Linked DNA regions of Mus musculus: region 2 is linked to region 1. Evidence: chromatin contacts called from public Hi-C data. All regions are on one chromosome and are shown on one strand. Each heading gives the region's core, a stretch centred on a gene start, on an enhancer-like site or on the middle of the called end of the contact. The rest is flanking DNA. Distances are from core to core; before and after follow the strand shown.

Region 1 (7,013 bases), core at 2,110-4,609:
TGTGAGGGCTATCAAGTAGAAATCTCAACTGAAAGCTCCGAAGGGGCTTTTGAAACAGATACATCATGTCGTCATCCGTACATAATACGAATTGTGATCCCAGGAGGAAAGCATGCCAACTCGAGAAGAAGAAGGTCAGAGAAGGTTTGATCAACCATTTACAGTACTGAAGAAATAAAACCCAACAGAGCTACAGGCAGAGACTTCTCTGCAGGAGGGACCCTTGTTTCCTTTTCGTTGGTAGAGGGGTGTCTAAAATTTTTTAGATGAAAAAGCTGAGACCCAGGAGTTTAATTTGTTTAAGGTAACAAATGTTAAAAGTAAAACTAGTTTTTGTTTGTTTGTTTGTTTTGTTTTGTCCTTCCCCCACCCAGTGCCCTGTGTATATATAAGCACATTTTATACAATAGCACATAGTGCCTGTGTGGAGGTCACAGGACAGTTCATGGGAGTCCGTCAACTCTACCATGTGGATTTTGTTGTGTTTAATATTATTTTGGGGTTTGCTATAGCCTCTTGTTGCCTTTAAATATCTAATAGGGGTTTCTACCTCATCTCAGACCATATTGTTCCCAGATAAAAGACATAAAACAAAAACAAAACAAAAAAAGCCAGGCAGTGGTGGCACACGACTTAATCCCAGCACTTGGGAGGCAGAGGCAGGTGGATTTCTGAGTTTGAGGCCAGGGTGGTCTACAGAGTGAGTTTCAGGACAGCCAGGGCTACACAGAGAAACCCTGTCTTAAAAAACCAAGACCAAAACAAAACAAAAACACACAAAACTCTATATTTATAATAAGCCAAAAGGCACTAAGTGGACCATCGAAGCTATCCTTCTGAAATGGGACACAAGCAAGGGACTAGAGTTGGGGGTGGGGGTGGGGGTGGGGGTGGGGGTGGGGGTGGGGGGAAATAAGATCCAGGAACATAAACATACTGCTGATGTAGTCACACTCTTTGGAACTGTGGTGGTTTGAATAGAAATGACTGCCATACACTCGTGCTTGAATACTAGGCCCATAGGGAACAACAATGTTAGTAGGTGTGGCCTCGTTTGAGGAAGTTTGTCATTGTAGAGGCTTAAGCATACAGTTTCCTTTTGCAGTCTGAGGCTCAAGGTGTAGAACTCTCAGCTCCTTCTCCGGCAGCATGTCTGTCTGCATGCTGCCATGTTTCCAATGGACTAAACCTCTGAAACTGTAAGCCAGTCCCAGTTAAATGCTTTTTTTTTTTTTTTAATAAGAGTTGCCATGTTCATAGTGTCTCTTTATAACAATAAAGCCCTAACTAGGACAGGAACCAACTGCATAAGACATTACTGGGACATCCTGGTGTCTGAACCCAAATAGCAAGTATATTAGCTTCTCATTCCCATGACAAATGACTGAGAGAAATAACCTCAAAGAAGGAAAGATCTATTTCAGCTCATGGTTTCCCAGGCTTCAGTCCATGGTTGGCTGGCTTTCACGCCTTGGGTCCAAGAAGAGGCAGAACACTTTGGTGGCAGGAATATGTTGAGAAGAAGGCTATTTACTGAGAAACAAAGACAGAGATAGGAAGACAGCAAGGGCCCAGGGCTAAGATTTACCCCCAGCGATGTAACCCCAGTGACCACTTGCTTTAGATATGGCTGCTTCGTGATGTTCTTACCACTTCCGGTACTAGTACCAACAGTAGGGAACAAACAAGCCTTCAACACATGTGGGGAGTTTCATCTTTAAACCATACCTTGTTTGATTGGTATGATCGATAGATAGTTAAAGGGCTTTAGATGTTCTTATTTATTTATTTATTTATTTAAGACAAGGTCTTATAGATTTAGGCTGGTCTCGAACTCACTTTATGTTCGGGCTAGGCTTGAACTCCTCATGCTGATGGCTTCATCTCTTGAGTGCGGCAATTACAGTCCCAGCTCTAGTCAGGGTTTCCATTGCTGCAATGAAACACCATGATCAAAAAGCAAGCTGGGGAGGAAAGGGTTTATTTGATTTCTACTTCCATTTTGCTGTTCATGATTGAAGGAAGTCAGGATAGGAACTCAAATAAGACAGGATCCTGGAGGCAGAAGCCATGAAGGGGGGCTGCTTACTGGCTTGCTTCCCCTGCCTTGCTCAGCCTGCTTTCTTACGGAATTATGGCCATCAGCCGTAATGGGGGCCCTTGCCCATTGATTGCTAATTGAGAAAATGCCTTACAGCTGGATCTCATGGAGGCATTTCCTCAACTGAGGCTCCTTGCTCTCTGATGACTCTAGCTTGTGTCTGGTTGACACAAAAGCAGCCAGTACACCTGTTACATCAGCACATGGAAGGGAGAGGCAGGCGAGTGGATCAGGAATTGAAGGTCATTTGCCACATAGCAAGTTCAGAGCCAGCTCAAGCTCCGTGAGATTCTTTCTCAAAGAGGAACACTGGAATTTTTGTGTGTAGAAGTTAATACGGATTGAGGCAATACAATCAATTATCTTTACTCAGACAACTCAAACAAAACAAATGCCGGCACCTGTGAGATGCAGACACTCATTTCGGGCTTTGAGACTGTTGAAGAATGTTACCATTTTATAAAGATTATTTTTGTGAAACTAGCACTATGCCCATATATCTTATCTTATCATACATAAAGAGAAACGTAACCAATATGCTGTGTTTATTCCGAAAATGAACTAACAGGACTCACAGCTATGTTATAAATATTAATAGGCAAGATGTATGGTTTTTTAGTAAAAATGTCTCATGACCCTGAGCAAGACAAGACAGAGAATTATAGATTGGATGTTAATCGTAGGAGGCACTGAGGATCTTGTGTTCACAGATAAACACTAGGGGAACCTGGAAAGTTACATGCACACAGGGTTGTTCCTTCAAAGAAGAGATGCATAACCTGATATCTGACCAGAATGCTGGGAGCAGATGTGGTTGACTGCGTGGTGACCCTTGCAGTATCTGTGTGGTAGAGTCAACATCGGATCCTCCCACAGACCCTTGGTAAGCTTGTTTTTCTCTGTCAATCTATAGAGCTTATCTTTATGGAGAGTGTCACATGTACTTCACAAAGAATTTCAATGTAGTCATGTCCAATCTTTATTTGGCTTATTTCACTCCTTTACTTATGTGTGCTTTGTTTTGCACACAGAAATGAATTAATTATCATCAGGAATGTTTTCACCAAATAGTACTGTGCTTAAAATGTGCATAACTAAATGGCTTGGGTCAGACTCCTGTACTTTGAACCAACACTGGCTGCTTAGTCAAACTCCTTCTTGCCTCCCATGGATCGTTACTCTGCTGACTGTGGAGGTCACAGACACCCACAAAGTTAAGGAAATAAACCTTCAAAAGGAATAGCAAAAAGCACAATCTCTCTCCCTTTCTTTCACACCCCCACATTCAAACAGCGAGCTATGAGAACATCTACTCTTTCAGCATCTGACTCCTTTGTCAGCTTTTCCCCATAGTGGCTTTGGCTGCCTCACCTCTGCTTTGTGATCTGCTTTTTCACGACAGTCTCCTAATGGTCGCCCCAGTTTCTCTCCTTCCCCCTCTTCCATACTCTTACAGAGATAAGAATAATACTAAGAGGACATGCTGGATCTTGTCCTTTTAGGGATCTGGGTCCAGGGTCCCTCAAGAGCTTGCAGCCAGTGTGTTTTCAGGAGCTGTTTCTTCTCAAGGTCTGAATGAGAGAGAGGCTCACAGAGCAGTTGGCAGGCCCTGGGGCTCTGCTGACACTGGAGACATCAGTTACTTATCATGTGGTCTAGCTTAGAGCACCGTGGAAGCCAGAGTGCATTTATCTATCTCCTCACTATGTGTGTGTGTGTATGTAGAATTTATTAATATTAGAAATATTATTTGATTTGTTTTCTTTCCCCTGGAGATGGAGACTAAACACAGAGCCTGAATGTTAGAGTGCTCAGCATAGTATGTTATTCTGGTGCCATTCTTCAAGGGGGATGAAGAGTGGAGAGGCCTGCTACTCAGACATCTAAATCTATAGGGTTATAGGTCATAGCTGCTCAGACATCTAAATCTATATAGGGTTATAGGTCATAGCGTTAAGCATTCCCCCACTAATCAAAACTAGTATTTTATTGAAAAAGGTTTATCTTTGGACATTTCTTAGTTGTAGCTCCAGCTTTCTCAAGACATGCTCGCCAAGCCTCTTAGGGCTGAGGGAATACTGTTGGGGAATAACAAGCTCTCACCTCTGTCACCTCTGGCTATTCGCTTTCCTGACTTCAGTGGACTCATCCCTCAAAGGTGGAATGTTCTGTTCTGAAACGAGACAAGCTGAAGGCTTAAAACAGCGAGACCATCAGACTCAGTACCGGAGTATATCTACTTTATGAACAATTTCCCATTGATCACATTGTATATGATAATATTTCTAAACTACACTTGGTTATTACACACGACTTCACCTGTTGCTTTTAGTTTTCTTAAGACGAGAATGCAAGAAAATTTAATGTCACAAAATAAATAAAAACAAGAACAACACTCAACCGAACAATGAGAGAAAGCAGTTCTGTTTTCAATGGAGTCCCCTTTCCCAATGATCTCTTTTAGATTTGTTTAGAAGCCTGTGTGGTGAGAGATGAAGAAAGGCATTGTGGTGGCAGAATCCCAGGTGGCATCAGGAAACACTGCCTTATGTGGTGTGGCTGGAGGGATGGAATGATGGTTTCTTGCAGAAGACCTGGGTTTGGTTTGTCCCATGGAGAGCAGGCCGGACTCCAATTCCTTATGTAGCTAAAGATGACCTTGAACTCCTGATCTTCATGCCCCCACTTCCCAAATGTTAGAATCACAAGTGTGTCACCAAGCTTGACAGAGTTTTGTTGTATTTCCTCTAGAACTAAACTAGAGTAATGATCTAAACTTTCTTGCTATTAAATTTAGCTTCGGAGCTTCTCTATTTAGCGGTGAGTTAGGACTGGAGAGGAGAGTTAACGGGGCCAGTTCCCTTTAGCACAGGGAGCATCTTGTATTCTAGGATAAGATGCAGAACAGCAAGAATTTAATTGAGCCGTACACTACGTATGGTATATGCCTCCAGACACTACTCTGTGCAGACTAAGGCAATAAGATTGCTTGAGCACAGGAGTCTGAGACATCCTGTGCGCAACAGCAAGACCCCATCTCTATGAACAATTATAATTGCTATTACTTTATTCAGAGTAATGTGTCAGGATTACCTTCTCAATTAAAGTTTACAGCTCTTACTGGTAAAGTATTCATTAATTTGAAAGTCACAAACGGAGCTACATTTTAGGGTTCCTGGCAAGCTTTGGAAAACTTGATGCCAAGCTCCAGATTGATTTTATTGAGCAGAGAAAGATCCCCAGCTGACCATAACAGGAAGCCAGTTCAACCCACTCTCTGGAAGTCAACAGAAGTAAACACCAGGCAGCAGAGGAAGCCATTTCAGGAATGCATTCCACCGTGGAGGGAAGCTTAAAAAGGGGATCCTAGGAAAGTCCATCTGTCAGCCGCAGAAGCACCTTTGAAAGGGAAGGCGGGAGTGTGTGGCTGCAGAGCTGCCCAGTGTGGGTGCGGGCTGAAGTCATGGCTGCTGGGCTGTAGGTATCGGGAATACAACTTCTGCAGCAGTTGGTGAGCCCCTGCCTTGACTGTGACTCCAAGAGACCCTTGACAGCATCGTCTCCATTGTAACAGGTTCTGGCAACCCAAGTGTGGGCATTAATGTTTTAGCATCATTGTCCAAGACATTTTGGGAGCCAAGCAAGATTAGTTCCCATTTTTATGTTTCAGAGATGTCAGTGGTGCAAATGCATCTTGGAAGAAAGATGTCACTCTCTGTGTTTTGAAAATAGAATTTGTAGTTTCTTTTGATAGTCAAGATAATTTATGCAGTGGAGAAAAATGGTGAGGGGGGGGGAGAGAGAGAGAGAGAGAGAGAGAGAGCAAGCAAACAAACTCCAATGTGATATTATACCTGTAATTTCAGCTCCTGAGGAGAGGCAAGAGGGTTGCCACTGGTTCCTTTGCTACAGTTAAACACTACCTTAAAAATCCAAGGAAATGGGGACTGGAGAGATGGCTCAGTGGTTCACAGTGCTTACTGCCCTTGCAGAAGATCAGGGTTCTGTTCCCTTCCCTCACTTGGCAGGTCACAACTGCCTGTAACCCAAGCTTCAGGGGACTCAGTGCTGTCTTCTGACCTCTGAGGGTGGCAGGCACAGGCATGGTGCCCTTAGATGTATGCAGACCAACACTCATACACATACAATAAAAATAAACCTCTCAGTCTGTCAGTGGTGGCAAATGCCTTTAATCCCAGAGTTGAGGAAAGGGGTTATCTTTTGTACTCTAGTCACAGACCAGCATGAAGTCAAGTGGGAACTCAAGGCAGGAACTGGAAGCAGAAACTAAAGCAGAGGCCACGAAGGAAACTTGCTCCCCATGGCTTGCTCAGCCTGCATTCTTATAGACCCAGGATGGCGTGCTCAGGAGGGCACCACCTCCTGCTACCTGAGCCCTTACACCAGCCATCAATCAAGTTAAAGAGCCAGTTTTGCCTACCGGCCAATATGATGGAGACATCTTTTCAATTTAGATTTCCCCTTCCTGGATAGAGAAACTAACCAGCGCAAAGTGATGTTGTAACAAACCTGTCCTATTCAGCTTTTATTTCCTCTGTTTTCTCATAGAAAGAAAATAACTTAACATCTAAGCTTGAGTTCAGAGCAGAGATGTTTTCAGCCAGCGATGCAGTTCGTTGGAAAATACATTTATGTCACTCACAAGGCCTTATCAATTTTTACTTCACACAGAGAGAAAGCCATTGGGGCAGGGGTGAAAAGGTGAGGCAGAAGAATCGTTTGTGCCGGCCACACTGCCACATGCCTTTAATCCAGGACTTAGGAGGCAGAGGCTCAGGAGTTCAAGGTTATCTCTAGCTACTTAGGAAGTTTGAGGTCAGTTAGAGCTATATGAGACCCTGCCTAAAAGAAGACACACACACACACACACACACACACACACAGAGAGAGA
Region 2 (7,013 bases), core at 2,156-4,655, 140 kb before region 1:
GACAATTGAAAAACCTTGTTCTGAACCCCAGGGCAGTATAAATAAAACATAGGTGAATATTTTCACACTTACTTAACAAATAAGTATTGAGAACAAACCACCAGATGGATACTGTCAGCCTGCTAAAATAGACAAAATAGAGAGGTGAATTAAATGCCATTCTTTTAAAAAATAGATGTATTTCTTTTTATGTAAATGAGTGTTTTGCCTGTAGGCATGCCTATACCCTATGTCTATCTGGTGCCTACAGACATCAGGCGAGGGACCCAGATCCCCTATAACTGGAGTCACAGATGGTTATGAGCCACCATGAAGGTGCTGGAAACTCAGCTCAGAGCCTCTGCGAGAGCAGCAAATGCTCATAACTGCTGAGTCATTGGCCCAGGCCCCTCAAAAACCATTCTTGATCGGGAACACCTTATGGTCTGCCCCTCAGGGAGAGCTCACAAGCTAACTTTAGTGCATAAGACAAAGATGAAAACAACCAACACACCTGAGGCCTGAAGCCATCCCTGCCTTTTGTCTAAGTTTCATCGTAACACACTCCTGGTATTGTGGATGGAGTTATAGATGTTATCTGTCACATAAACTCTATGTTTATCAATCAGTTCGTCAACACGCTGAACGTGTCTGAAGCCAGGCTCATGTCAGCGGCAGGAAGCAGCCTTCACGAAGCTCAGAAACTGAAGTGAAACTTGGAACCAAGCAGCCAGGGCAGAGTTTCTCATCTTCTTCCCCCTCTGTCTCCTGCCACACCCACCCCCAACTTCTCCACCCCCCACCCCCACCCCCATGTCCCCATTGCCTTTTATCTGACTCTTCCAACTAAGTCCTGTGGTTCTTTTATAATCTAAATTCACCAACCCAGATTTCCTTTCCTGTAAAGGGAAGGCATAGTTTTGGGGTTTGGGTAGAGGTGATAGCCATTGCTTCTCTAGCTGACTAAATGTGAAAACACTGGAGTGCGTGGAGAAGGGGGACGCTTTAGTATGTTCATTCAGGATGTGCAGCAAGCTGAACTAGAGAAGGAAGGGAAGCAGCCCAGTAGTCATGGCAACAGGGAAGGCGTCGATGATTGGACATGTCATCTGCAAGAGCCTGTCTCTACGCCTCTCAAACATGGACCTACAGCAATGCTTGTGAAGCCAGGAAATAGCATTGCTGAGCCTTCTTTCCAGAGGAGGAAATAAGTGAGGTGAATCCAACTGATGGATGAGGACACACACACACACACACACACACACACACACACACACACATATGGGGCAGGGGGAGGGAGGAGGAGAAGGAGGAGGAGGGAGGAAGACAGAGAGAGGGAGAGAGAGAGAGAAGAGAGAGAGAATATGTAATGTAAAGGTTTAAAGTGTGGGGCTTGGGGCTGGAGAGATGACCCAGCAGTTAGAAATGCATGCTCTCCTTGCAGCAGGCCAGAGTTTCCTTCCAAGCACCTCCTCCAAACAGCTGCGCTACCTGCACCTCCCACTCCAGGGACTCTGACTCACACTCTGGCCTCAGCAGACATCAGTGTGCACATGTGCACAGCAGCATGCACACAAATGAAGTCTTTAAAAAAAAAAATCAAGTTCCCCAAAATTCAGTCATTGGATTTTCATTTAAGGACTTTTCAGTGTGTTCTTTATCGAAGAATACTATCTACTGTTTTGCAATCTTTCTGCAAACACCCTCTGTCTGGTGCACAGCTCAGCCTTGTGGAGGAAGTTTAGCTGTTTGCACTAGTTAGGGGAAGAACAAACAGGCAGAAGGGCTAGTCTAGGTCAGCTTGAGCAGAGGGGCGGGGGAGAGAGGCGATCCAGGCTGGTCTTAGCTGGTGGGTCCAGGTGTCTTTCCACAATGCCAGAGCAACTGCCTGGCATATCAGTGGGATATTTCTTGGGGGTAGGGCAAATGTAGAGACGACACCAGCCCTGAGCTCACCCAGCCTCTGCAGAGGAAAGCAGTCTGCACGTGGCCCTCGAGCCTGCTCTGCATGTGGCCCCTGAGCCTGCTCCATGGCTGCTTTTGATTTTGATGCCTCTGCTTTCATTCTGACTCCTGCTCCACACGGGACTGATGAATTCTCAGGAAGGGCCAGGGTGATAAAAGAGAGCACAGGCAACGTGCAAGAGCAGACTGTGCCCTCTGATAACTGTCAAGCCATTTGTCACTGGGAGCCCGGTGCCACTGACGTGAATGGGAGGGATACAGAGAGGGCCTGGATCCTCCTCTGAGGCAAAATCAGAGACACCTTCTTTCATCTTTTTTTAAAGATTTATTTTATGTATGTTAGTACACTGTAGCTGTACAGATGGTTGTGAGCCTTCATGTTGTTAGCCCAAAGATATATTATTACACATAGGTACACTGTAGCTGACTTCAGATGCACCAGAAGAGGGCGTCAGATCTCATTATGGGTGGTTGTGAGCCACTATGTGGTTGCTGGGATTTGAACTCGGGACCTTCGGAAGATCAGTCAGTGCTCTTATCCTCTGAGCCATCTCTTCATGTGAGCCAGCCCTCTTTCATCTTTTCTAAACAAACTTTCATCCTTACAGCAGCCTGTTATCTGGTCCATGGTATCTGATTTGACAGTCATTCATGTGTATAGAAACACTGTGTAATGTCTTAGAGGGTAGTTATCATTAACATTCAGAGCTTTTGCACCTAATACTAATGAGGTATTTTTCTGTCACTACTGGCCCCTCCTTTGCCCCAATTTGGTGTCTATATTTTCTATAGTCTTTCAACTCATCTTTTCAAAGATGGTCGCCTATGTCACCATCTTCCCCATCTCCTGTCTTGTGCTCTTTATTTGTTCATAACACCTCTTTAAAAAAAAAAAAGTTTTATTTATTTTATGTATATGAGTACACCAGAAGATCCCATTACAGGTGGTGTGAGCCACCACGTGGTTGCTGGGAATTAAACTCAGGACCTTTGGAAGAACAGTCAGTTCTCTTAACCACTGACCCATCCCACCAGCCCCAACACATCTTACACATGGAATGTGTTGGCCTAGTACTTCTGACCCCTGAATCTTGAGTATTTGCCTAATCAGAGCATGAACGTGTATCTGCTGTGGCAGCCCCATGGCCAGCACCAGTGCCTGGCACAGAACTGAATGAATACTAGTTAAATTACTTGATGAATTATTTTCTTCATGTCTAGTAAAGTCCTGAATAGAGCTGCTGTAGAAAAGACCTTTTAAGATAAAAAGCAGGAAGCAGGCTGGAGGTAGAGCTTAGTGGTAGAGCTTTCGACTCACACATCCAAGACCCTGAATGGTCTTTAGCAGTCCCCCCTCCCCCAAGAAAACTAGCAAGAAGCCATTGCAGTAGAGGAAAAACAAAGACTTCAGCTTTCTTCTAGTCAAAGTTTCTAGTTTCTGGTTGACTGGTTGGTTGGGGGAAGTTCACAGAATGGGAAATGTCAGAATGCAGAGTCAGAGGTTCTCTGAGCCTCTGAATGATGTTCCCAGGGTCTACTTGCCCGGGCTGAACCCCCTTTCTGCCTGGCTCCCTCTTCTGTATGGACATGGAAGCAATTGCAAATGAGCTCCCATCTGCTCCTGCCCTGATCGCCCAAGTCAGTCGGAGGCTTCACTGGGGTGCGAGGAGAGTATGGGGAGAGGGCTGGGAGGCTGTGGTTTTGAGTCCACTGATCTGTTATGTTTGTTCCAAAGCTGCTAAGCAGTAAGGACGTCAGCAGAGACTCTCCCTGTGCCCGTGTTCTCGGCTTTGTTCTCACACCTTTATGAGAGTCTGCTTGCAAAGTTTCTAGTTATGGCCTAAGGTCCAGCTCAACCGTCAAGCTTCTTGTGTGAGCTGTTCTGAGCATCCCACGTTGTCCACACCATTCTCTGGGTCTCATCACCTTGCTCATTTAAGCGACTATATTGATCTCTCAGCTAACTCATGCTGTACATCTCTGCATCCAAGTCCTATGGCTTGTATAAAGTTGGTCTTCTCGGAATGCTGTGGAGATGAGTAAGCACAAGTATAACTAATAATGGAGGTGGTGATAAGAAGGCTCAAACAGGAAGAGTGCTTGTTTCACAAGCCAGGGTTTGATCCCTGGAGTCTCACGGTAGAAAGAACTGGCCACAAAAGTTGTCCTCTGACCTCTACATATCACACACACACACACACACACACACACACTTTATAAATAGACTTTACAAGCCCGCCAGTCACCTTGGCTAACATTTGTATCTTCCCTCAAGCATCATATTGGACTATATATGTACGTATGTATGTATATTTCTGTTTTCATGCAGGGACTCTGATGGTTTTGAAGCATCCCTATCCAAGGGAAGTGGAAGAACCTTGCATTTACGAATCAGTCCGGGTTCACACAGCGATGCAGACAGGAAGGACAGAGAACGACCTCGTGCCCACTGCGCCTTCTGTAAGTGCCCACTGTGCTCTTCACTGATTGCCATTGAATGCAGCAAGAACTAAAGTCCATTGGCTCACACAAAAGTTCTAGTCTGGAGCCAACTTAGTGGCACACACTCATAATCCCAGCACTTGGGAGTCTGAGACTTGAGAGTCACTATGAGCTCAACCTTGGGCTAAAGAGAGAGTTCTGTGTCAGCCGGAGCTGTCTTGTAGCATCCTGTCTTGAAAAGCAAGCAAGCAAACCAACAAACAACAAAGCAGTACATTCTCGAGGGGATACAAAACTTGGAATTTGGTTTAATATTGTGAGGCTATAATTAAATTCAGCTGGTCCAAGGAAAATTAAAAACAAACAAACAAACAGAAACCCACAAACGCTTTGGATGAGTGTAGGTCAGAATTACAGTGCTTGCCTGGTATTGTGAGATCATGCATGTCTTATCCCCAGTAGAAGGAGAGAGAGAGAGAGAGACAGAGACAGAGACAGAGACAGAGACAGAGACAGAGACAGACAGAGAGACTGACAGAGAGACAGACAGAGAGAGAGAGAGAGACCTAGTGATAGGATTTCAAAAACTTAGAAAATGTCACTGATATTTCTCTCTTTAAACAGGTTCATGGTAGAGTAGGTGAGAGATGAGGATACCTAGCTGCCTAAGCAGTCATTCCTTGACAAGCTGCTTAAAACGTAGAGAAACAATTTCCTTTGCATTTCAACTACCCATGAAAGAAAAACCTCTCCAGTCCCCCCGGAAAACTCGGGGTACCGTTTTCTATCTTTGGTTCTCCAGTGAATGGCACCCACGGGGAGAAAGTATTCTTACTTCTTGCCAATGTGGCCCCACTCCCCTTTAGTCTGAGCATTATGGGATGCGGGGATGAGTCATCGCTCATCTCAGAGGTCATCGCTATGTATTCTGTGAGCCACAGTCTGCAGGTTCCTCCGACATCCCCTCCTTTTCCCATCCTCAGGGTTCCTCCACTTGCTCTCTCCTCCTAACATGCTGAGCACTTCTAGTAGGGGAAATCTTAGTTTGGGCAGAAGATAAAAATAGCAACATCCAAATAGAACACCAAGAAGCCATTTACACTTAAAAACCAGCCACTTCCAGTTATTAACTACCAAGCATATTAAACCAGATGGGACCTTCCTATCCCCCCAAAGTGATTTTTTTTCTATTCTGATGCCAAAAGAAGACTTTCTTAAATGTGCCGTACTGGGTGTGATGGTGCAGTCTGGAAATTCCAACACCTGGGAGGCTCAAGTTGAGGCTAACCAGGACTATGTAGCAAGATGCTGTGCCAATTAAAGGGGAAGTGCGTGGGGTTAGGACTCAGTGGTTAAAACACTACCCATGCAATCTGAAGACCAGAGCTGAGATCCTATAACCTACTTAAAAGCCAGCACTCAGTAGCATACGTGTGTTTATTCCCTGCGAGATGATGACAGGCAGACAGGAGAGTCTCCAAAAGCTTTAAGTCCAGCTCAACCTGGTATGTGTTTTAAACAAGGTGAAAGGTAAAGAAACTCAAGTTTATGCTGTATATATGTATATTCCATAGACATACTGTACCATGTACGTGCACACATGTGGGCACACACATAGGCCATATATACAGGGATCATTGCTTCGTAAGTTCTTGTGGCTTTGTAGCTTGAATAGTTTACCATTTTACTACAACTCATCAAAAATAAAAAATCCTGAAAATTGGTTTTAAAAGACTTGGAGGTTGGAGAGCTAGTTAAAGAGTTAACAAAAGGAAGCATTGGATTTTAGAGCTAGAGAAATCTAGGAAAGTAAAATGATTGATACATTTCCAGAGACAGACGAGGCCCGAGATCAGATCAAGACCTACCTCTGCTCAGTTCTTCTTTTCTTGCCAGCCAGTTCCCTTCGTAGCTTCCTCTTTCCCTGTTCTTAGCTGTCACAAAACCACCTCGTGTATCAACTGTTTATCTTCACAGTCTCCTCCTCTTCTGTTTTTTAAGATAAAAAAAAATTATACAATATATTCTGATCATACTTTTCCCTCCCCAGCATCTCCCAGACCTTCCCCATCTCCATACCCATCCAATTCATGCCCCTTCTTTCTTAAAAAACAAAAACCAAGAAATGTACCATAAAAACACAAAAAAATCAAAAGCAAAATACATAATCAAAAGACCAATAAGACAAAAAAAATGCCTCCTAAAAGAAAAAAAGTCTACCAAGCACCAGTGAGTTTGATTTGTATTGGACAACCACTTCTGGGTCTAAGATCTACCCTGAACTGTGGCCAATATACCCAGTATGACTCCATTAAAGAGAATTAATTTTTCTTTTGCCGGCAGGTATCGGTGGCAGACAGCTTCTTGGTTAGTGGTGGGAGCCATGCCCACCTTCCCTCTTAGCCTCTGTTAGGCTCCTAGAGACTTGCCATCAGTGAGCCTACGATCTGCTCTCTTTTGCCTGTGTTTATCTTTGGTCAGTAGGAAGAGTCAGCCAATACTTGATCTGTAGCTTTGGTCTCAGCTAGGACTAAGACTCTTTAGACCAAATTATGGAAGTCATAACTACTTTTTGTTTGCTTCCTCCATGTGTCACAAAGTTCAACTGACTAAGTATGTGGACACTG

Evidence for each region. Hi-C and Micro-C count contacts between places; a contact is called where the count stands out from the background.
Region 2: a Hi-C map of the G1E-ER4 cell line shows a contact between it and region 1, with 2.9 times the contacts expected there. The contact joins two enhancer-like sites. A contact is called at or near these places in 1 of 484 Hi-C or Micro-C datasets (the G1E-ER4 cell line), 1 of 115 datasets of contacts at active chromatin or transcription factors (embryonic stem cells) and 2 of 9 other capture datasets (adipose tissue and liver).

The regions. Positions count from the first base shown.
Region 1 is chr3:137,804,362-137,811,374 of GRCm38.p6, reverse strand. No RefSeq gene overlaps it. Among named protein-coding and RNA genes, the nearest start is that of Gm31678, 5.2 kb to the right of the region's middle. Within about 2 kb of position 3,359, at least 6 of the 459 cell types and tissues checked have an H3K27ac peak or open chromatin away from gene starts, as enhancers often do. A contact at or near this core is called in the G1E-ER4 cell line, where this site is marked.
Region 2 is chr3:137,947,038-137,954,050 of GRCm38.p6, reverse strand. It overlaps Dapp1 (dual adaptor for phosphotyrosine and 3-phosphoinositides 1), which reads left to right. Exons shown (of 9, transcript NM_011932.3): 4 at 4,274-4,404. Gm19708 (a long non-coding RNA gene) reads right to left here. Exons shown (of 4, transcript XR_867665.2): 2 at 6,255-6,375. Among named protein-coding and RNA genes, the nearest start is that of Gm19708, 6.8 kb to the right of the region's middle. Within about 2 kb of position 3,405, at least 27 of the 459 cell types and tissues checked have an H3K27ac peak or open chromatin away from gene starts, as enhancers often do. A contact at or near this core is called in the G1E-ER4 cell line, where this site is marked.